Regions from separate parts of the Hordeum vulgare genome. Here region 2 is linked to region 1. The links are chromatin contacts, called in public Hi-C maps. All regions are on one chromosome and are shown on one strand. Each heading gives the region's core, a stretch centred on a gene start, on an enhancer-like site or on the middle of the called end of the contact. The rest is flanking DNA. Distances are from core to core; before and after follow the strand shown. Region 1 holds the start of LOC123401897 (probable glycosyltransferase 7). Region 2 holds the start of LOC123404271 (zinc finger protein CONSTANS-LIKE 10-like).

Region 1 (5,106 bases), core at 1,306-3,805:
CATACGGCAAACACAGCTGCACATAAGCTGGCGTAAGTAGGAGTAGGAGAGAAATGTTGTAAGGTTTGGTTAATGGTCCCCACAGACTTTGTATTACAAGTGGTCTTTGATGAGATCCCAGAACTCCGTTAAATAAAGTTGTTCACGTTACCCTAAAAAAAAGGGGCATTACGCGGGATGGCCTTCATTTCAAATACTTTAAACATGAAAGTCAAACAAAATTTAACCAAGTTTAATATATTACATGCAAACTAATGAAATTTAACCCGTTCAGGCACAAACGAAGCTAAACTAAACCTCTATGAAAAGAGAGGGTAACAAGGACCATGCAAAAATTTAGCAGCTAGCGAACTTCATAGGCATGGCCTCCCAGGCACCTCGGCCCCAGCCACGTAGAACGCGGCTCATTCTAAACCACTTTTTTTTTCTCATTTTAGTGGGTCGCGAACCAACCAGGCCCGAGCCCAAGGGGGTGCGACCTGTGCGCCGGCCCCCCGTTTTCAGGGGCCTTTAAATTTATACGCGGCAGTACTACCCATCTAACCTTTTGGGCCTTTGAGATGCTCCGTCTAGCGTCTCGCAACCTGGAGCAGCCCCCAATCCGAAACTACGCGTACGCGTCTATGTCTGGCTCCATCCAGCGATCGAAAAAGCAAAGATGGATGGAGTCATTAGGACGAGCGAAGCGACAAGGCGTCTGTTCGTCTGGCACTGGCGGCCATCGGCGCGGAGGTTAGGGTTCCTGCGATCGAGGCTCCTTATTTTCCTTGCTTAGAAATCTCATGTCCAGCAAGTCCGTTCCAACCTCCAGCCATGTCGTTTTCGGGATTCAGGAGGGCAGGAGGAACGGCCTAACAACAGCCGGCAGGGTGGACCTGAATCATCTGAAAAGCAAGGAAATTTCGGGCCAATCTCCCAATCTCCGATTTTTTAAGCTTCATCGCGTCAATAACCAGTGATCATGTGAGCCCTTTACTTCAGATTTCGATTTCCACCAGCTATTTAGTTCTTCTAAAATTGTATAGTTATTTTATTATTCTTCTAAAACTGAAGCTATTGAAGTTTTATATGTGCACTACCATGACACAATAAAGACTCGCTAATTTGGCCACAATAGCACTAGAAAATGATCTATTGAAGAAGATTTCTTATGAGGATATTATTGAAGATTTAAGAATATTAAAAGAATGATGTAGTTTAAGTAAAGAGAATACAACCAAGAATGGGTACATTTTTTATAATTCAATTGGTATCTAAGTTATTATGAACTTCATATTATTATGGGTTTCTTTTAAGAATTATGTTATTATACCTATGCCTATGTAGTTTTTTATTTAATGAGATAAGGCCCAGTTTAGGATTTTGTATAGGGCCTCCGATTTTGTCCGCTCGGCGGAACCAACCCCATCAGTCACACGTATGTGTCCAAACAATTTGAGATGTTCGGTTGCACGGATAAATGAGATTTCGTTGCGCATGTTCGCGCGCAGACACGTTCGGGCCGTAGTTTTTTTGGAAAAGGGGGACGTCCGGACAGTATGAGGGGTCAAATTATAGCCCAATCTAACTAAAGATGCTCTTAGTTGATATTGTTCACAGGTTCGTGTGGTCGGAAGGAATCACTGGGGGTGTAGCAGACTAGTGGGTCGTCGATGCTCAAGTCGCGGGCTTTTGGGCTTTTCGACAGCGATGGCATGCATGAGCATGAATGATGCATGCACACGCAAAATTCTGCTCTCATGTATTCCCTCTGAGCGCGCACGCAGATGCAGCCCTCCATGGCCACTGGCTGCTCGGCAGGCAGTCACAGGCTCACAGCGGCTGCAGAAAGCCGGAATCTCGTCGTGCACTGGCGACGGCTCATGCAGCGCAACGCTTGACAAGCCAGCCTCGTGCGCTCGCTCAGTTGATTACTGCCACACACACACACTACGATTTACCATGCCGCTCTTTCCCTTCCCATGCCCCGTTCTTCTCCGTGTGCAAGATCGATTGCTTCCTTCAGTTCAAATTCAGAACCGGAGTACAAAAAACGTTGCAAAAGTGAAAAGTTGATCGAGGAACATGGAAGTACCTTTCTATCTATCTGGTGCCGACAGTTGATCACGGAAGAAAGAAAGAAGGAAGAAGAGGCAACAAGTCAAGCGATCTTGTTGTGTGCGGGCCGTGGAGCCAGGCAGGCAGGTCACCGCCGGGTGCCGGCCGTCACCTTTTGGCTGTTAGTTTCGGTTTGTTATTATGCAATGAAACAAACCAAAATGCGGCTGTCATTTCCATCCCCTCTCAGGAAAAAAAGGGTCCTAACCTACGATCCAAAGCGGCGCCTGCTTGCGGTTGCGGCGGTGCCCTCTTCCATCTGCTACCCATCCCAGTACACGGTACACCTCACTCGGACACAACGACGCATGCGCCTCCATCGATTGGAGTTGATCGCGTTTGGAGTTTTGGACGCATGCATGCCAGCCCCAGGCACGCACGCTGTACGTGCCACCGGCTAAACGACTCGCGGGCGCGACTTTATATGTTCACGGCCTTCACCCCGCGCTCGCCTCACGATGCCAGTCAGCCAGCCAGTACGCGCCATGCATGCCACCGCCGCGCCTGCGGTGCGCTAGAAGTACGGCGCCCCGGCACGGCCAACGGCACCGCACCGGGCTGCTCTGCTTGGCATTGGCACCGGCATGGCGCGCTCCCTCCTCGGCGACGCGCTCCTCTTCTCCGCCGGCGCCGCGGTGGCCGCCGTGCTGCTGCTGACGCTGTCCTCGCCCTTCACTCCGCCCGCCGTCCTGCTGGGACGACGGTCGTCGTCGTCCGCTGCTGCTGGTGGTGGTGATCGGCGGACCTTCTACGACGACCCGGAGGTGACGTACACCGTGGACCGTCCCATCACCGGGTGGGACGAGAAGCGCGCCCAATGGCTCCGCGCGCACCCGGAGCTGGCCGGCGCCGGCGAGGGACGCGTCCTGATGGTGTCCGGCTCGCAGCCGGCGCCGTGCCGCTCCCCTACCGGCGACCACCTGCTGACGCGGCTCCTCAAGAACAAGGCGGACTACTGCCGCCTCAACGGCGTGCAGCTGCTGTACAACACGGCGCTGCTCCGGCCGTCCATGGACCGGTACTGGGCCAAGATCCCGGTGGTCCGGGCCGCCATGGTGGCGCACCCGGAGGCGGAGTGGTTCTGGTGGGTGGACTCGGACGCCGTGCTCACCGACATGGACTTCCGCCTCCCGCTGCGCCGGTACCGTGGCCACAACCTCGTCGTCAACGGCTGGCCGCGCCTCGTGTACGACGAGGCGAGCCCGTCGTGGACGGGCCTCAACGCCGGCGTGTTCCTCGTGCGCAACTGCCAGTGGTCGCTCGACTTCATGGACGCCTGGGCCGCCATGGGGCCCGACTCGCCGGACTACGAGCGGTGGGGCGCCGTGCTCACGTCCACGTTCAGGGACAAGCTGTTCAACGAGTCGGACGACCAGTCGGCGCTGGTGTACATGCTGCAGCACAGGGGCAGCCCGTGGCGGGAGAAGGTGTTCCTGGAGAACGGCTACTACTTCCAGGGCTACTGGGTGGAGATCGTGGGGCGGCTCGGCGGCATCGCGGCGCGGTACGAGGCGATGGAGCGGCGGGCGCCGGCGGTGGCGCTGCTGCGGAGGCGGCACGCGGCGAGCTGGGAGCACGAGGGGTACGCGCAGGCGAGGGAGGCGGCGCTGGCGGGCGCGGGGCTCGCGGAGAGCGGCGTCAAGGGGTGGAGGCGGCCGTTCGTGACGCACTTCACGGGGTGCCAGCCATGCAGCGGCGACCGGAACCGGGACTACTCCGGGGACAGCTGCGACGACGGCATCCGGCGCGCGCTCAACTTCGCCGACGACCAGGTGCTCAGGGACTACGGGTTCCGGCACGCCGGCCCGCTCAGCGACGACGTGCGGCCGCTGCCGTTCGATTACCCCGCGGCGGCCGGGAGGCGCTGACAACGGAACCGGCGAGTCATCATCGATCTTTTTTTTTTCCTTTTTGAGAAGAGTCATCGTCGACCTGACGAGTGGCGAGTTTTGTCTTCGTGCTGTTGTTGTTCAGTACACACTGGATGTCCGCCGTTTTCCATTTTCTCCTACTAATAAAAAGTTGCCCAGTACTACTATACACCACGCCGTTTTTTAGTCTTCGAGGGTTTATGCAGTGCTAGTACTAGTAAGCTAGCAAAGCAGTCTCCCTCCAGAAGAAAGAGAAGAATTTCAAAAATAATAACAGAGATATTGGATAGTTTGGAATCAGAAGATTGTTTCAGCTTTAGGCAGCAGATTCTCGTACAAAATAAATAAATAAATAAACAGCTACTCGTAATTAAAATCAGCTTTGGGAGCTGAATAGGGATTCTATCCATTTTCAGTGCAATTGGTTGAAGCACGCCCAGGCGCGCTTCAATAGCAAACAAGTGAAGCCAATCCATTGGGTGATTCAAAGCCAACTGAAGCTGAAACAAAACAAGGCAAAGAAAGGACTCAAAAGCAGAACTGGGAAAACATGGATGTCCTCAAAGGGGAATCTGGTTAGCGGTTCAAATGGCCCTATGCGCGCACAAGCAAACTTTGATCGTCTATCAATCCGATCAAGCAGCAGTCATATCTAAACGCGTCCAAAAAAAATAGCAAGTGAAAGTTGAAAAAAAAAACGCTGTACCAAATAAAATAGGTTTTATTTTCAATTCCTAAGAACAATTTGCTTAGCTAAGAGTTTCTTTGATTTATAGAATTCTCAAAACAAAGGAATATAATAACACAAGATCAGGGGCATGCCCTATCTATCTCAAATCACTAAACTACAGGAATAACAACATGCAGGGTTTTCCTAAGGATCTATAAATCCTCAAAATCTCCTGTTAATTTCCTTTAAATCAAAGGAGCCCTAAGACTAAATTAGATTTTATGTTGGTTTACTAGTCATCATTCTAGCTAAAACCATTGAACCTACAAATTCAATCTGCCCTACCAGAGACGTCGCCTACAGAAAACAAAATCATTTTCAAACTGCTCTACGAAATATACGACTCAAACTAGAAGTAAAAAACTGCACGAAGAGATACTACTCACAGAGAAGTAAACAGACAAGCAG
Region 2 (4,789 bases), core at 1,957-4,456, 170 kb after region 1:
ACTGCAGCTGACACAGACAGGTTGTTAGCGGTCAATGACGAGAGTGGCTTTCTGGGCATGCTTGGTAGTATAGATTGTATGCACTGGAAGTGGAAGAACTGTCCATTTGCTTGGGAAGGGTGGTACAAGGGGCATATGAAAGGTGCCACTATTATACTTGAAGCTGTGGCTTCACAAGATCTCTGGATATGACATTCTTTCTTTGGCGTGGCTGGTTCTGAGAATGATATTAGTGTTCTTCAGCGTTCTCCGGTGTTTGCAAGGCTTGCAGAAGGCCACTCCCTGGAGGTCGACTTTGAGATTAATGACCACCATTACATGGGATATTACCTAGCTGATTGTATCTATCCTCAGTGGTCCACTCTTGTGAAGACCATACCCAACCCGCAAGGAGAGAAGAGACATAGGTTTGCCCAAATGCACGAGAGTGCTAGGAAAGATGTGGAGCGTGCTTTTGGTGTGCTTCAGTCTCGGTGGGGTATCGTTCGTAACCCTGCATTGACATGGAGTACGAAGAAGCTTTGAAAGGTGATGACTGCTTGTGTGATCATGCACAACATGATCGTGAAGGATGAGCGCGATGATAGCATCTACGACCAAGGGTTTGATTTCCAGGGTGAAAATTTGAGTCTGAGCATGCACCTCCTGCAACCTTTGAACAGTTTGTCTAATTTCATCGTGAATTGCGTGGTTTCAGGATGACTTGGTTGATCACACGTGGACTCACATTGACAACGAATAGATGCATCTGTCGGTTTAATTTCTTTTCGTGCAAACAAAATTTAGTTGGATTCTAATAATATTATTTGATATTATTTTTATTTTCGATTGGGTTGCAATAAAACTACTTCGAACGTGCAACAATTGACAGTTTAATTTCAAATATTTGTATTTTCTCGAACGGACGAGATGCGATTGAAACGCGACCGCACGTGCACGTTGAACGTACGGCCGACGCATCCATGAATCCGGACGAACACGATTCTATTACCATCTCAAACGGAAGAAAAACGAACGAAGCATACACACGTTTGGATGGTGCGTGGGAGTTGGCCTTATAGTGTACCAATGATCAATCATGTTGTCAACTTGTCATCCATGCCGCCAGCCCAGTCCCGGCGCGCATGCATGCATCGGCGCCCCCGTTCCACTTCCACCATGTCGGTCCGCTCCGCGCCGCCCTGCGGGCCTGCGCCGGTAGAGAAAAACAAAAGCGAGCACACACGGGCGAGCGAGCGAGCGAGGGCAGAAGGGGAAAACGAGCCGGCTCGCCACTTGGCAAAAGGACGCTCATGTGGCAGGGCGCCAGTCGCCCCCTTATCCGGCACCCGAGTGACGCTTCTGCCCCCAAAAGCGCAAAAGAGCACTCGGAAAGGGCCCCGCCACCCCTCATCCCCTTGGCCCTTTTCTCCCTTTACCTCCCTATATTCTTCTTCTCCCTCTGCCGCTGCTGCGCTCTCCCTCCACCTATTCCACCTCCCCCTTTCGCTTATCCCCCCCTCTCTCTCTACCCGCACCCTCACCCTCCTCCAGAAAAGTCCTTTTTTAGTCCGGGCGCCCGTGGAAGCTTCGACGGTGGCACCTCCCTCCGTGCGTCGCGAGGCGACGGTCCGGTGAGGTCCCCTGCTACTGCTATGCCCTCCACCCGTAATGTGCATTCGGATAATTCCCTTTCTCGAGATGAATGCGAGCAGCTCACGACGGACAAAAAGTGCACGGGACGAGGGAGGAGGGCTTTGGGTGACGCAGGATGGTCAAAACCAGTCATGACTGTTATCAGAACACTTGCAAAGCCTAACGTTTATCTTTGCTTCATGATAGAAAGTTAGCCAAGTCCGTCATGCAAACCTATACAGAAACACGTTGGATTCGATGAGACAACACGTTTAGATTGCGCGGTCCGAACATTTGCGGGCGACGCCTTAACATGATGTTGTTAGAGCAAGTACAATAGTAGGCTATAAGCCCGTTTACACGACAATTTTATTTATGTGGAGGAGAGAGACATAAAAAAGTAAAGGAAGTGGGCTCTTATGCAAGAGCCTAGATATATGCGTGTTCCTAGACGCATGCAATAAATGTGAATAAAGAGATGGAGAGAAGATGAGAAAAAGTACTAATCCTATGGCCAACCTTATAGCTAACCGTGTTGTGTGAGTAAATGTATATGTTGGCTATGGATGATATGTCAACATCTTATAGCCAAGAGATGGTTGTATTATTAATCATGCTCTTAGGTCAACTCCAACATGCGACCCCATCTTGTCCGTCCGCATCCGTTTGGGGTAACGGGCAAAGCAGGTCTTCAGGAAGGATGTGGAGTGTGCTTTCGGTGTGCTTCAGTCTCAGTGGGGTATCGTTCGTAACTCTGCATTGACATGGAGTACGAAGAAGCTTTGGGAGGTGATGATTGCTTGTGTGATCATGCACAACATGATCGTGAATGATGAGCACAATGATAGCATCTACGACCAAGGGTTTGATTTCCAGAATGAAAATGTTGAGTCTGAGCATGCACCTCCTGCAACCTTTGAACAGTTTGTCCAATTTTATCGTGAATTGCGTGGCTTGAGGATGACTTGGTTGATCACACGTTGACTCACATTCACAACGAATAGATGTATTTGTTGGTTTAATTTTTTTTCGTGCAAACAAAATTTAGTTGGATTGTAATAATACTATTTGATATTATTTTTATTTTTTATTGGGTTGCGATAACACTATTTCATACGTGCAAGAATTGACAGTTTAATTTTAAATATTTATATTTTCTCAAACGGGCGAGATGGGATTGAAACACGGCCGCACATTGAACATACGGCCGACCCATCTACAAATCCGGACGGCCATTTAAATATTTGTAGCAATGATCAATCATGTTGTCATCCATGCCGCCAGCCCAGTCCCGGCGCGCATGCACGCATCGGCGCCGCCGTTCCACTTCCACCATGCCGGTCCGCTCCGCGCCGCCCCGCGGGCCCGCGCCGGCAGAGAAAAACAAAAGCAAACACACACGAGCGAGCGAGCGAGCGAGGGGCAGAAGGGGAAAACGAGCCGGCTCGCCACTTGGCGAAAGGACGCGCACGTGGCACGGCGCCAGTCGCCCCCTTATCCGGCGCCCGAGTGACGCTTCTGCCCCCAAAAGCGCAAAAGAGCACTCGGAAAGGGCCCCGCCACCCTCATCCCCTTTGTGCCCTTTTTCTCCCTATTCTTCTTCTCCCTCTGCCGCCGCTGCGCTCTCCCTCCACCTATTCCACCTCCTCCTTTCGCTTATCCCCCCCTCTCTCTCCACCCGCACCCTCCTCCTCCTCCTCCTCCTCCAGAAAAGTCCTTTTTTAGTCCGGGCGCCCGTGGAAGCTTCGACGGTGGCGCCTCCCTCCGTGCGTCGCGAGGCGGCGGTCCGGTGAGCTCCCCTGCTATGCCCTCCACCCGTTCTCGGTTGGCTCTGGTCGTTTCCTTGGTTTTTTAGCTCCACTTCATAGCAGCAGCAGCAGCAGCAGCAGCGGTCCGTCCGCGCGATGGGTTCCCTGGGTCCAGCTGCTGCTGCTGCCCCAAGCGATTGACTGGGTGTCCGGGTGGGATTAATTGCCGGAGTGTCCTTGCTCTCGGTGATCCGAGCGCTCGATTCTCGGGCCCTCCTCGTCCGCGTTCTCAAGTCTTTTTCCGTTTTTATTTCGCGGGCTCCTCACGTTTTAACTACTAACCCGTGTTGCGTGGAGCGTACGTGCGGCTCCGGCCGGTCTGGTTAGATTTGGTTGCTTAAATTCTCATCTCAGTTGCTTACGGCATGTATTCACCGTTTTCCACGCTTCGCTTTTCATACTGCCTCTGCCTGCCTACTGGCGTCTGGCGGCGTGGTCGAAAAGCACCGTGCCCATCTACAGGCTATAGCTATAGTAGTACTGCGCTTTGCTCATACGGCTCTCTTTTTTCTTTTCTCAGCAAGAGGCTATGGTTAGGCGCTGAAAGGGCATCCCTTTCGCGGCTTAAATACGGGCGTTTTCATTCATTCAATCAGAAAGACAAAGGTAATCCCAGGGAAAGTTCCTTGGCTCTATCCGTCCATGGTTTTCTTCAGGCTCAAGTTGGCATAAAAAGTGGGATTAGTGCCGCCCCCAGCTCGGATTAGGCAAGGCCACAACGATCTGTGAGGCAGCAAACTGAACGGAAAGGCGTCCGTTTCATGTGCAGAAATAGGGGCCTTCTGATAAGACGGGCAACCGATACGGCCATTTGCATTGCGCCCGGGGTCGGTAGCCTTCCGTAATTTCCATTTGTGCTCAGCTCCATCCCTTTTGCTTCTCAACCATGCTTGCTCAATGCTTTTGCTTGGTGCCTCCAGGTTGATACTTCTCTATCCTTTTCGGTGCTATAAAATGCATTGTGGTCTCCTCTCCCTCTCTCAGCCTCTCTGATTTCCGGAGCGAATGTAGTTTCAGTGTTGACTCCAACTTAACTTCTGTGGTGATTTTTTTATTGTTTCTTCCTATGCTTTATGGAGAATATACTACACGATTGCATATTATAACCATAATTAATAAATAAAATTGTAGTGTGCATCAAGAAGAAAAGTTCCCAAGACCAGTCAGTTGTACTTTTGCTTTTAAAAGTCGAATTCTTTATGTCCTGACGTGGCCGGCAATTCCAGGTGGACTCTGTCAAAACCAACTAAGTTTCTTTAAATGGAAATGCTCTATTAGCTAAATTTGGACGCGGTTAAATATTATCCTAGATCTGTGTTGTTACTAGCTGATGTCAAGATATGAATAAAATGGATCATTCTTGTTTC

The links. Hi-C and Micro-C count contacts between places; a contact is called where the count stands out from the background.
Region 2: a Hi-C map of leaf shows a contact between it and region 1, with 7 times the contacts expected there. The contact joins the promoter of LOC123404271 here to the promoter of LOC123401897 in region 1. A contact is called at or near these places in 4 of 6 Hi-C or Micro-C datasets (leaf and seedling) and 1 of 1 datasets of contacts at active chromatin or transcription factors (embryo).

The regions. Positions count from the first base shown.
Region 1 is chr6H:484,009,621-484,014,726 of MorexV3_pseudomolecules_assembly, forward strand. LOC123401897 (probable glycosyltransferase 7) reads left to right here and starts at 2,556. Exons shown (of 1, transcript XM_045095755.1): 1 at 2,556-4,137. The coding sequence starts at 2,682. The coding sequence ends at 3,965. LOC123401898 (DNA-directed RNA polymerases IV and V subunit 4-like) reads right to left here. Exons shown (of 10, transcript XM_045095756.1): 10 at 5,092-5,106.
Region 2 is chr6H:484,174,957-484,179,745 of MorexV3_pseudomolecules_assembly, forward strand. LOC123404271 (zinc finger protein CONSTANS-LIKE 10-like) reads left to right here and starts at 3,207. Exons shown (of 5, transcript XM_045098194.1): 1 at 3,207-3,403.